Linked DNA regions of Gossypium arboreum: region 1 is linked to region 2. The links are chromatin contacts, called in public Hi-C maps. All regions are on one chromosome and are shown on one strand. The core of a region is the stretch at or near the end of the contact, and the rest is flanking DNA. Distances in the headings are between cores, read along the strand shown. Region 1 holds the start of LOC108472097 (ER lumen protein-retaining receptor-like). Region 2 holds the start of LOC108451483 (ENHANCER OF AG-4 protein 2-like).

The links. A called contact is a pair of places that touch in the nucleus more often than the background predicts.
Region 1: a Hi-C map of leaf shows a contact between it and region 2, with 4 times the contacts expected there. The contact joins the promoter of LOC108472097 here to the promoter of LOC108451483 in region 2. A contact is called at or near these places in 2 of 5 Hi-C or Micro-C datasets (both in leaf).

The regions. Positions count from the first base shown.
Region 1 is chr10:47,395,515-47,402,620 of ASM2569848v2, reverse strand. LOC108472097 (ER lumen protein-retaining receptor-like) reads left to right here and starts at 1,681. Exons shown (of 6, transcript XM_017773617.2): 1 at 1,681-2,043; 2 at 3,094-3,359; 3 at 3,538-3,653; 4 at 6,934-7,007. The coding sequence starts at 1,953.
Region 2 is chr10:47,010,758-47,017,661 of ASM2569848v2, reverse strand. LOC108451483 (ENHANCER OF AG-4 protein 2-like) reads left to right here and starts at 3,654. Exons shown (of 13, transcript XM_017749176.2): 1 at 3,654-4,266; 2 at 4,834-4,910; 3 at 6,179-6,904. The coding sequence starts at 4,159.

The DNA.
Region 1 (7,106 bases), core at 432-2,931, 390 kb before region 2:
CTCGTCCTCTTAAAACTACATTGTTTCACGGATTCTTCAAATGAGCTCTACACTCTTAATGACTAAAACGACCATTATACAAAACTTACCCTCAACTTTACCCAAATCAGTTTGGTTCCATGCTCCATTTCTCTCTTCAGTTCATCCATGCTCAACTTCTAATCAAGCTTGCTTGGGAATATCCAAGAAGGTTTTGATCAATTTTATCGTATGCTTAATTTTATTCGTCAGAAAAGAAAATGAATAATTTACACAAATCTGTAAAAATTTGGAAACAGAAAAAAAATTATTTTGAATATAAAAATTCAATTTATGTTTAGATTTGATTAAGGATATTGTTTTTATATTGATTAGTTAGATCCAATTTTAGTTTCAATATTGGGTTATATTCAAATCAAGATTTGATTAAGAATGATTGATAATCAATTTTAATAAAGTTCAATTTAGGAATCATGTGAAAGAAATAAGGACTTGATTTATTTGGTGGGTAAAGATTATGTTTCAGTAGTAAAGAATATGAGAAGAGAGAAAAATAAAGGGAAGAAGAAAAGGAAAATAAAGAACTAAAAAGAAAAAATTAAATTGTTCAAAAAATAAAAATATAGAGAGTAGTTTTAACAAATGAAAAATATAGAAAAATTACGTTGAAAGAAATGAAGAAGGGATAAAAAATTACGTTAAAAGAAATAAAAATGGAGAAAAACAGAGATAAAAAATTACGTTAAAAGAAATAAAAATGGAGAAAAACAGAAGAAGAATGAGAAGAGAATGAAAAAAATAAAGAAAAAAATTCAAAGAACATAAAAGAAGAAATTAAATTACTCAAAATGAAAAAAAAATATAGGGACCAATTGTATAATTTAACCTAAAATTTTCGTTTGAAATGATTATTTAACATGCCACGTCAGATTTTTGTTACACCGTTAATGACAATTAATGCTTAGTGACTAAAATGTTACAACACAATAATGTAGGTGACTAAATCGTAACATTTCAAAAATAAGTTACTAAAACGTAACCTAAGATAAATAAAAGTGACTATTTTGACAATTTACCCTAATATTTTTTATCAATAATTCCATTTCATTTTTAAGCATTATCTTCTTATTTATAAGTTGAAAAGATATTATGGGTAATTATAAAATAGGTGTGGATAGAAGTTATAATGAAATTGTTCCTAAAAAAAAAGTTCAAATTTAGCTGGAAATTGAGTTTTACTAAAACATGAAACTGTTTAAGCAGATTAGAGCATCACCCTTGAGTCTCTACAAGTAAATCCAAGTCATTTTGAGTGTGTGGAGGCCCAAAAGCTTCAAATCTAGGAACTATCCTGGAATTTCCTTACACATACAAACTGAAAATGAAACCCAGCCCATCTAGTAGATATGTTTCGTTTTACCAAATGTTTATTTTTTGAGTTAATTGCACCGAAATCCTCAAACTCTGACTTTCTTTCAAAATTGATCTCCAAACTTTAGAACATTCTAAATACATCTTTAAACTATCTATCAATCGAGTTCTTTCGTTATTGAAATTGTTAATTTTGTAAGATCTTTTGTGATATAATCTTATGTCATATGAAAAATTTACATGTTATTTAATGGTTAAAATAACAGTTTTAATAATTAAAGTATCTGATTGATATAATATATATAATTTAGAGATGTATTAAAAAGGTTTTAAAGTTTAGTAACCAATTCAAAATTTGTTTGGTGTGATGAACTCATATTTTTCTCTCCCGTGTTCTCGGAAGCCAAAGCAATAAATTATTCCCTGAAAACAAACAAAACTTAAGAAATTAGATGTTTCTATCGCAGATCTACTAAAATTTTCGTCTCAGAAAGAACCTTACCCTGACAGAAGAAAAAAAAAAAAAACAAAAACCATTATCCTACATTCTTTTTCAATTTTTTTTGAATTTAAGAAACTTAGAGAAGAAAGAAAAGAGAAAAATGAACATATTCAGATTAGCAGGGGACATGACCCACTTATTTAGTGTTCTTGTTTTGCTCCTCAAGATTCATACCATCAAATCTTGTGCTGGTACGTCCAGTTTTCAAATATTTACTTCAATGTTCTTCTGGGTTCATTACATTTCACTGCATTTCATTTTGTATTTTTGAATAATTTACCGCTTTAAGATTACAAAAATGGAATTTCAAGGTTATATTGAATGTGGGGTTCTGTTAATTAGTTGTCTTGTTTGAGTTGTTGTACATGGCATTCGATATCCAAACTGGAATCTTGTGAAACGTGGATGTGTAGCTTAATGAAAATGCGACATTTTTTTTTCCTGTTAGTCGGAAAGGAATTCTTGTATTTTTCTGAATGGGCTTTTAATCATTTGAATGTATATAAATTGTGTATCTGAAGTTTTAGAAGCAAGGATATATGATCATGTAGTACTTTTGTTTTAAATTAAATCAAACTTGGAAACTGTCGTGAACTGAAGACTTGAATACAAGTAATTTGTCACTCCACCATTGGAATCTTTTGCTAGTTGTTGGATTTAATGAAAATATTTAGATAGAGGTCCAAGGGGTTTGTATTAGGTAGATTTGGGAGGGTTCATGGTTTGTTAACCTGGACTTCCTAAGATGGCATCTTATTTTTGCTTGTTTTCCTTCTATCTGTAGCTAGAAATATGTCGGGATTTGAAACAGTACTAGTATTCTTCTGGCTAGGAGATTTTATGGAAATCAAAAGGCAGATTAGATCATGTAGAATTATACTGTAGGTTTGTGGTTTTTATTCTTGCTGGCCTCAGATTTCTTGACAAACTAGATAAACCATATATGATAAGGCCTAAAACTACAGCTGTAGCTGAGGTAGTTTTTGGTTTTTTCTCTTGTTATGAGGAGTTGATTTGGGGTCAATGCTACCTAACTTTAGACTTGCTTGATTGGCTTATGGGGAAGTTTTCTTTTTCTTTTCTTCTTTCCTTTTAAATGTAACTATGGGATAGGATGACAGAAGTATTCATGGGTGGCTATAGCCATTTACTCTTTGGAAGTCAAGGTTGTCACTATAAGAAGTTAGATTTTGATGGCTTTGGATCTTTTATCCTTGATGCGATTTCTTATATTTGTGCAGGCATTTCCTTGAAGACTCAGGAACTTTATGCTACTGTCTTCACTACTCGTTACCTGGATTTATTCACTACTTATATTTCTCTCTACAACACAATCATGAAGCTAATATTCCTGGGGAGTTCTATCTCAATTGTATGGTACATGCGACATCACAAGATGGTTCGTAGATCTTATGATAAGGACCAGGATACATTTCGCCATTATCTCCTTATGCTGCCTTGCCTATTGCTTGCCCTTCTTATAAATGAGAAGTTCACCTTTTTGGAGGTATTGAAATCTTTCTTCATATTACAATCAGGTTGTGTGCTAAATTTATTCTGGTCAACTTAGAAGCTATATTACAGTGTGTTTATACTAATTATTTGTTGAGAGATTATCAGGCTCTATTATTTTTCAGACTATAATTTCATCTATTGGTATTTGTCTCTAAATATTGGTTGAGCAGGTCATGTGGGCATTTTCCTTATACTTGGAAGCAGTAGCCATACTTCCTCAGCTTGTATTGTTGCAAAGGACTAGAAATATTGACAACTTGACAGGACAATATGTGTTGCTCCTTGGGTAAACTCCGCTCTATAAATCCTATACATTTTCAAGTTTGCCATGATTTTATTATATTGCCTCAAAGGACGCTTACTTCCGTGCTTTCATTTGCATATAGTGTTGCTTCATTTTGTATTAGAATATGCTTAGTTGAATGGAAAAGGGGAAGGATGAAAAGAGGTGAGTGGAAAAAAAAATAAATTTTGAGTGTGCTTGGTAAAAAGAAAAAATAAGAGAAAAGAAAATAAGGAATATGATCATTTGCCATTCCTAATGCATAAAAACAAATCATTGCAAATTGGAATGATAAGCGGAGTGGAAATGAAAACGGTGCAAGTTAAGTGTGCATTTCACAAGATTATGCATTTTTCATAGAACTTTCTTTTCTTTCCTCCTATTTTTCAACTCTACCATGCAATGGATGTAAAGAAATTTTTTTTTTCATTTTTCCATCTTTCATATCTTGTACACCAATGGAAAGAAAAAATAAATTTTTTATCCCCCCTCGAATTTTTCATATTTCCGATTCTCATTCCACTTTACCAAGCATCCTTAGTTTGGTGGGGGAGAAAAAAGCATGAGAAAGTCTCTAAATTGAGTTGACATCTTATTTTCTCTTGATTGCTGCTGATTTTCTTTTTGAGGAAAAGCTGATATGATTTTATTTCAGATAGAAGATTTTGTTTTGAAACATAGTTAATTACACCTTGATATTTTGCCAGTACAACTGATGTTCTTGTGTATCATCTGTTTCATGCTTGAATGTTGCTCTTATTCTATATCCACTATTACCAGAAGTTAAGAGATTAGACAAGATCAAATTATCCATTATAAGATTTCTAGCAGTTTGGTATGCACCTTGGCGTAGGATCTAGTCACAGGTCTAGACGGGAAAGAATTCTTGCTTCGACCTATGGTTACTCAAAAGGCAGATTCGTCCTTGACTGAACCCCCTCTCAAAATAACGTTTCTTTTGATAGAATAATTGCTTACCTCTTTATTTCATATTGGCAGCCTTTTATAGACTGTTAATAACAAAGGAAAGAGTCCTAATTGACATAAAATAGAATTCCTAACTTAGAGTTTATGAAGGAAACAAAAACCTAATATAGTAAAACTAAAACTCTTAGTAAAACCTGATATAATAAATAAATAAAACTAAATACTCCTATTGCAATTAAAGCGTCCATATCATTACTTCCCTTTTCAGAATTGAGCTTGTCCTCAAGCTCAAATTCAGAATAAACTTCAGAACTTATCCAAAATCATTTATCTCATCATCATTTTGCTTGCCTTCAACATCTGGTACTTCTATCTAAAATAACCTTTTACATTTGTGTCCCATGGAATAAGACTCGTCACAATTATAACACAGCCCTTTAGCCCTTCTTTCCGCCATTTCTATCCATGTCAATCTCTTAACAAAAGGTGCAGAAGAACCTATTTTGCCGTTGTTCCCTGTTGGTTCTATTGTTTGTCCCCCTCCCTTTGCAATGTTCGTAGTTGTTGGAATGATTGAATTGCTGTCAGTGTTTTGGGAAGTTGGCCAATTCAGGATGGCTCGAGATGACTGTTTGGAAGAGACATTTTGTTTACGTTCCAATGTTCGAGCCATATTCATTGCAACTCCAAGATTTCCCGGTTGTTGCATCTCAATATCAATTCTAAGTTCCTCTACCAATCTAGCAGTAAAAAAGTTTACTTGTTGTCGAGGTTTAAGATCAGTAGTCCTAGCAAGTAGTGATTGAAATTGGCGTTGATATTCTTCTACTGTCCCAGTTTGTCTCAAGTTTGCAAGTTCCCCTAAGGGGTTATTACTCATAGGTGGCCCAAACCTGACATGACAACACTCTCTGAAGCATTCCCAATCTAGATTTGCCTCCTCTTCTTCGAATTGATCAAACCATAATTGTGCCTCTCCTAAAAGATGGAATGAAGCTAGGCAGACTTTGTCTTCTTCGTTGGCCCGTTGATTGCCAAAAAAATTTTCGCATCTTTTTAACCATCCTAAAGGATCTCCAATCCCATCATAAGTGGAAAATTCCATCTTAGAGTATCGTGGCACCATGGCCCCACCGTGTTGCGAATCTAAATTTCTTTTCTTGCCTCCACTGCTATCTTGTTCTTCATTATTTTTTTCTGAATCCCCGTTGTCTTTTGGACCAAAAGAGATAACATCGCCACCTGCTCCTCTAATGCTTGTTGCCTTGTAGCCATTTGTTCCATGAATGCCTCCAGCTTGGCTGTCAAAGTTTTTTCGTCACCCATGACAGTTGGCTCCGATACCAAGTTGGTATGCGCCTTGGCGTAGAATCTAGTCACAGGTCTAGATGGGAAAGAATTCTTGCTTCGACCTATGGTTACTCAAAAGGCAGATTCGTCCTTGACTGAACTCCCTCTCAAAATAACGTTTCTTTTGATAGAATAATTGCTTACCTCTTTATTTCATATTGGCAGCCTTTTATAGACTGTTAATAACAAAGGAAAGAGTCCTAATTGACATAAAATAGAATTCCTAACTTAGAGTTTATGAAGGAAACAAAAACCTAATATAGTAAAACTAGAACTCTTAGTAAAACCTGATATAATAAATAAATAAAACTAAATACTCCTATTGCAATTAAAGCGTCCATATCACAGTTGCATTAAGTTATTAAGCCAAACCAAAAGTGAGGATCTCCCTTATTTGATTTTGACCAACTCATGTTGTAAGCAACAGTGGAAGTAAAGAAAAGTTCAAGAAAGCATTTTGTTCAACATGTTGAATTACAAAAGTGACATTTCCTGGAATTCATTAAACTAAAATGGCTATGATCTGTAACCATAGCCTCCATTAAGTTATTGGAGAAAAAGATTAGTAAAATACATATTGTTGGGGTTAGTATAGATGAGGTTGGCTTGAGAATATGTATTCCATGAAATATTAGGAGCAATTTAGATCTCGACATTCATATTCATTTTGTCTTTAATCCTTCTATCTGCTGTTCTTTAAAAAAAACTGGGGGATGGCTGGATTGTAACTACTTTTTCACTCGACATTTATCTGAGTTTTTATAATATGATTTCTGATGTACCCTTAACCAAACTACCTTCGGTTTCTTTCCTTTTCACGACCATGGTACATGTTGACTCAAGATACCTTAAACTTGAATACTATAGTCAGAATGAGTCCCTTGGATAATTTTCATATTGCCTTTGGTTTTGCACATACAGATATACATGTATTGTCTTAATAAGTCATCTGGTTGACTAAATATTTAATTCTTGGCAAAAGACTAATATACTTCCTTTCTTGCAGTGCATACCGAGCACTCTATGTTTTGAACTGGATTTATCGGTACTTTACTGAAGAGAACTATGTCCACTGGATAAGTACGAATTCAATACCCCACAGGAACATGGGTTTATGAGAATGTTTTTAGCAATTTATACATTTTATATTATAAACTTGTTTCTAACACCTTGTTTATA
Region 2 (6,904 bases), core at 2,405-4,904:
TCCAATTTAATTCCACATCGAATAAGTCGACTCAATTAAATTATTTCCAAAGTCGTAAAATTTCTTTCTGGTTCAAATATAGTCCGATTGAACTTTTGTTAAGCTAGTGGAGGGACCAATCAGACATATACAATTAGGATTTTAATTACAATTATATCCAGAAACATCATTCCAATAATTCGCAATTACTTAATCATGGAGTCAGTCCACAAGAAGTACCATGATTGAAAACTCCTTTATACTCTTTATGAAAGCAATTCATCTATATGCTTTGTCCAATGACTTCGTCATGTGTGTGTTACCCTCATATGATATCCTCGATTCCTTTAAGTTAAATCCGTTCACTCAATACAATCCTATTTTATCTCATTGTCAGCATTGTGTCTTCTTAATGATTAATATGATCACTGTCAACAAATGACTGTGATAAATTGCTCATTTGAGAACAAGCAACCCGTGGCTATGTTCCATATTTATCAATCCACACAAAGCCAATGGGAGGATATTGTTAGCTCTTTAATTGCGCTATTAATTCCACTGTTGCTAGTAAAACCATGCCATACACAATGCATGTACCCAACATATTGGCTATTGGCTCGATATCTTAGAGCATAAGCCTTCACTTATATCAAAGCACATCAGTTACATATGCATGGTTAGTGAATAACACAAGATTTAGGAAAATTACACCTTGAATGTCACAAGTGAATTAATTCACAAACGGATTCAGAATTAATTCATTTTGGGTCTAGTCTAATGTATCATTTTGCTAATGAATACATCTATGTCTCTACCCGTGGATTCAACTACTCCGATAGCCAAGACTAGTCATCTTTTCAATTGCAATTGCAGACAACATAATAATCCTTCTCAATATTTGAATCAAATGTTCACTTTGATTCTTTTACAGGATTATAGACTCGTTTAGATTATCTACTGGATTAAGTTGTCTTTCTCACAATATAAACGTTCTTACAATTCCACTTATCATCAGTTTGAACTTAGACAATCAATGAGCTATTATTTGCTTGTCACAGTTTCGCTATGCATACAAAATATGAAAGACAGAAATACAAAAGACATAACAGTGAAATGTGAAATTTATTTATTCATCATTTAAATACATAGTAAACAGATACATGATTACTATAATATAGATGCATTTTCCAATTGAGTTTACCTACTGATTTGGCAAGAAAGCGCATCTAGCTGGATGCACTTTCCACTAATACGAGTTTTCACTAATATTTTCATAAAGTCTGAAAAAAGTACCTTGACCGAGAGAGCTTTTTTGCATATTTGAAGCACGTTCTGAAGATATTCAATGAAAACGTTGGTATTACCACGCGTTTTCGATCATGGAGATTTTTTCCTTTACAATCTCACCCTTCTTTTACGACTATAAAAAGGGGCTCCCCCTCCACTCCATCATCCTTAAAACATCATCTCTCCCAACCTTTATCCCTTCACTTTACAATATTTCTCTCTCTCTCTTTTCTTTCCTGCTTCAGTGTTGAAAATTTCCATCACTAATAAAATTGTCGGTTTAAGGTATTCTTGAGTCGTCGGTGATGTGATATCTCTCCAAGACACACATTTCATATATCTTGTCGGGATGGAACCTTTACCTCTTAAACCTATCATGTGGAAGTCGAGTTCCAAGGTGATTTTGCTTTATTCGGTCACGGGTGGAAGTCTGCGTAGAGGTCTCGGTCGACGGTTGTTATGAGGTCGTGATCAGAGTTTAATGGGGGAGGGCACAAGCTCAAACTTTTTGGATACCCGGAGATGTTGCCTTATAAATACCATACAAAAGTTTGAGGGCATAATCATAGGAAAAAACTGTGGTGCTTCACGTTATAATTGGCGTAGTTTGTTCCTCTATTTCCACGTAATCAATATCTTTAACCTTACTTCTTATCCGAAGGCCAACACCACTGTGGGCATAGGAGGACTCTCATGCGGGGAGTGATTATTTCGATAGAGTAAAGGTAATGCTCTTTTTGGGGCGACAACGGTTGCCATTATTAAATAACTCATTAATAACTACAATCGTTGCCGTGTCGATCCGAGTTTAACCTCTATTTCCACTAAAACATCTGCTCTCAGCCTGAGAGCCCTCTTGTGTCCACCTCAGTTTCAGCCTTCGGATGAGAATAAAATGTTAAAGATACTGACTAATTGGAAATAGAGAACAATTATGTTGATTACACTAGAAAGCCCTCCGTTTTCCCTATGACTATGGCCCCAATATTATGTATAGTATATACAATGCATCATTTGCGGGTATCCAAAAAGCTTGAACTCGTGACTGCATAATGACCATCAACTGGCCCCTGATTATACTCAAACTCGTGACCGCATCATGGTTGCTGACAGGGACCTCCATTTAGACTTCGACCTACGACCATATCAAGCACTGTCACTCAAAAACCAAACTTTCATAGGATGTGTTTCTGAGGTAATAATCCTATCCCAGCATGACATATGAAATGTATGTGTTCTGAGGAGCGTTATTGCATCTCCAACCCCTCAATTCTACATATAAACTTTTACGGTTTCACCCCTAAAATCCTAACCTTAAAAAAATTAAAAAAACTCCAACCTTATCAAAATTAAAAAAAAAAAATCGAGGAAAGTGTTTGTGAAAGTGCACCCAATTGGACACTCTTTCAGACACTCTTTCCAAAATCAACCTATTTTTCTAATTTAAAAAAAGTTACATCTAATTTAGCCATTTTATATGCTTTAGCAATATAAAAGCATAATCAAATAACCTGTATGAATGAATAATTTAATTTTTTTATAATTTAAAAACTTTTATAATCTAAAAATATTGACGGGAATAAATCTAAATAGATTATTGTTGAATCTTATTCGTTCCAGCAGATTTTTCTATAATATTTTTATTTTTATTTTTATAATTTTTATAATGATTTTTAAATGTATGTAAAAATTAAATTTCAAAATCTAATCTTTTAAATAAATTTATATTTTTTATCGACGTAGATCATCATGTTAGCAATGAAACGATTGACTCTGAAATCGTTAATGGCCATGTCAGCAATGCAATGATTAAAAACTAAAAATATTGATTAAATGACTTAATTAATGTAATTTGAAAATTTTAAAACTTAATTTAGTGCATATTATTGGAAAATTTTAATTGATTCTTTTCACCAAAATTAAAATAATTTTTAGCGTAAAATTGTTGATAAGTACGTACTACTTTATTCCAAGATTGTTTGAAACAAATCGATTAGTCGATGAGACCGGTTGAATCAAGAATCAGTTAGAATATCGATTTGGAAGAGGACATTAAATTGAGAATTAGTACAAACTAGTAGAACTAAACAAAAAAACTAAATGAACCAAGGCGTTGAACCGAAAATTTAAAATTTTCTAGGGTAAATTTTTTGATAAATAACAATGGCAATACCAATTGAAAACAATAATTTCAGCATATGTATGGACTACTTTATTCCAAAATTATTAGAACCGGATCAAAATAATTGATAAAATTGAGAATCGATTAGAATATCAATAAAAAAAAGCATTAAATTTAAAATTAATACAAACCAATTGAATTAGATAAAATAGCGGTTGAATCGTTGAAAAGAATTTTTAATTTTTATGAATTTATAATATTTATTTAATCGAATCTAAATCAAATTGATATAACCGATTGATAGACCTCTAAATCGATTGTTTATTGTAGGGATTAATGATGATTTTAATTTCTTAAATTTTAAAAAATGGAAACACACAATAAAAATCTACATTGGAAAGGATGCATTTAAACGCCGACAACACCAAAACGAAAAACAAAATTTTTTTGACTCCCAAATCCGAATCGTCTCCTCTCTCTTTCGCTTGTTTCCGCCACGGTCTCCGTATTCTCTTTATTCTTTTTTCCGCAAAAAATAAAATTTTCTTTGCTTTTTTTTTTTCATTTCTCTCGATGCCCTAGCCACCTTCCCTCGCCGGAACTTCCCAGGGCGCGTCGCCGCCGCCGGCGATATCTGTGGCACCAAGCTTCCAAATCTCTCTCCTTTCTCTAGGTTTTGGTTTGTTTGGATTGGATTTGATTACGCAAAAAGGAATAACAAGGACGACGAAAACGACGGCGTCGAAGGATCTATTAGGGGTTTAGTCTTGATGGCTGGCAATCGTAAAAAGGGAGGGAAGAAAGCAAAAATTAAGAATTTAAGCTTAGGCGATCTTGTTCTTGCAAAAATCAAGGGTTTTCCTGCCTGGCCTGCCCAGGTCTCTTTCTTATTCTCTTCCTTCGATATTACTTCTTTATCCTCAGTTATGCTATTTTCAATCTAGATGATTTTTTTATTTAATTTCTTAAATACTTAATGCGAACTTACGAAATTTGAATAAGTCGATGATGAGGTTTTTTTTCGCATGACGTTGGTAAATTTATTTTATACCTACATTGCCTTACTTCGCAGTATATTTGCTGGTTTTTATACTCAATTGGTTTCTTTTTAGTAAATGTTGTTTTACTTTATGTAAGGCCAAACTTTGGAATTTAATGTTTTCCAATACTTATGTTAGTTGATTGTTCTTTTTAGTGTTTCGGATTTGGGACTTGGCCTGTTTCTGAATTGAGTTACTTGATGCAAATATGCAAGTTTTTTATTTTTGGGACTGAAAAAATAGGGCAAATATGTGTTTTTTGTGGTTTTGTGCTAAATTGATTTGAACGTAGCAAGTGCATCAGAAATTTAGTCAGGGATATTGATTTATGTTTTATGTTTTATGTTTTATTATTTGTTACTTACAATTGGTTTTGAGGTAGATGCTGTGGGTTCTGAATTTCAGATTAGCCGGCCTGAAGATTGGAAGCAAGAACCTGACCCTAAGAAATATTTTGTCCAATTCTTTGGAACACAAGAAATGTAAGTATTGCACATCCAGTTTGTAAATGTTTGGTGAATCAGGGAGATGGCAACATGATGAATATAGATAGGTGATGTGTCTGTTTTTGGTTTTGCTTCTACTTTCTGGTTGGAGGGAATGCACATTTTATCATAAGATGGAACATGAAAAATGTTACTATGTAAATCCTAGAGCTATTAAATTGTTATTTACCAAATAACATGTTACATATGATGATACAAGCAGACAAACTTTTATGTAGTCTTTACATTGCTAATTGAACTATTTTGTTTCTTGTCAGTGCTTACTATAGGATGCAATGAGAGTGAATTCATTTTTTCTATCTGCTATGCTGTCTGTATTCTTTGATTCTTTTTCTTTCCATGCAGCTTTTTTGTTTGAGATTATAGGATGCATGTTCTAATAACAACAGGAGAAATTTTCTAATATGAAATGCTCTATGCTTGGTCTTTTTCAGTACCGTGGACATCTCTGTCATTTAATTTTAGATTGAATTATGTAAACTCCTCTTTCTAATCTTTGGGGGAATATTTTGGGCAGAAATGATAAGTCATGCTGATTATCTTGCAAATTTTATATCTTATAGTGTCTTCATATGATAATTTGAGAATTGTTGAGATGTCCTTTAGATAACCAAGCTTGTCATTCTAGGATGCAGAAAACTAAACATTAATGTCATTACAAATGGTGCAATTGTTTTCTTCTTGTACAGGTTCCTGAAGTAGCATGTGCATTTCATGTTACCTTTAATCTTCTTGTTCGTACCTTTTATTATTATATATATTTGAGTTCTTTCTTTTGGCATTGTGTAAGATGTCTCATTTTAATATTGGTTGTTAGCTAAGCTGCTGATGTTAGTTGATGGGGCTTTTTCGGATGTTTGTTGTGGTTAGGAATTTTGGTATGGCATATGTGGGTCAGTTAGGATTAGAGGTTTCTTTTATCAAAGACCACAATCTGTTCTTTCTGTCTTTTGTTTATTTTGTAATACTTGATATTCTCTTTTCTAGATCTCTTCTGTGTATTGTGTTCATGCACACGTGAGCAAGTTGATAAATTTAAATATCTTAAAAAAAAAAAGTTGGCTCTTAAAGCTAATGTTTATGTAATTGGGATTTTCATACTGCATTTGGGATGTAGAAAGGAGTAATGCTATTGTTTTCCAGCCAAGGGATGCATGCATCATTATTGTTTCTTACACTAATCTTTTCAATTCACTTGGGTTCTATTTGCTTACTCTGCTTCCCCAACTCTTCTTCTTTTGTAGAGCTTTTGTTCCCCCTGCAGATATTCAGGCATTTACTAGTGAGACGAAGAATAAATTGTCTTCCAAGTGTCATATTAAAACTAAGTACTTTGTCCAAGCAGTGAAGGAAATCTGTGTGGCATATGATGAATTACAGGAAGAAAAATGCCGAGGTTTGGGAAATGAAACTGATGGATCGAAACCTGGATGTGAGGCTTCAACTGTTGATGGGGTTGAGGTTGATGGTGTAGAGGCCAACTTAAAGGACGAAACAGCTGCAGTTGTAACTGGTGAAGAAGCCAGTAGCGATGGAAAAACTGATTTTGATTCGAGTGTGGGGTGCTGTTCGTGCAGAGGTGAGAATAATAATGAAGATATAAAGACATCAGTTTCGGTTCATGCGGATGATAGCTCATACCCAGTTATGTCTGCTGAGGGAAAACATAAAATATCTAATGGTGAACAACCTAAAAAGGAGGTGTCATCTGCATCATCTTTAGATAAGCCCTCTCTGATAACAGAAGAATTCTCTGATGATAAAATTGCTAATGCCAATTCTACTAAGAAAACATTAAGAGAAGATCAGAAATCAAAGAATATGGCTCCTGGGCCAAAGAAAAGAACTGAGGAAGGACAGAAAGGCAGCAGCTCAGCTGTAAAAGTTCTGAGGGATGATAAATCTGAAGGTTGTCTTGATTGGTCTGAGTCTGAGGAGCGATTGAAAGATAGAGGAAAAGGCAAAGTCTC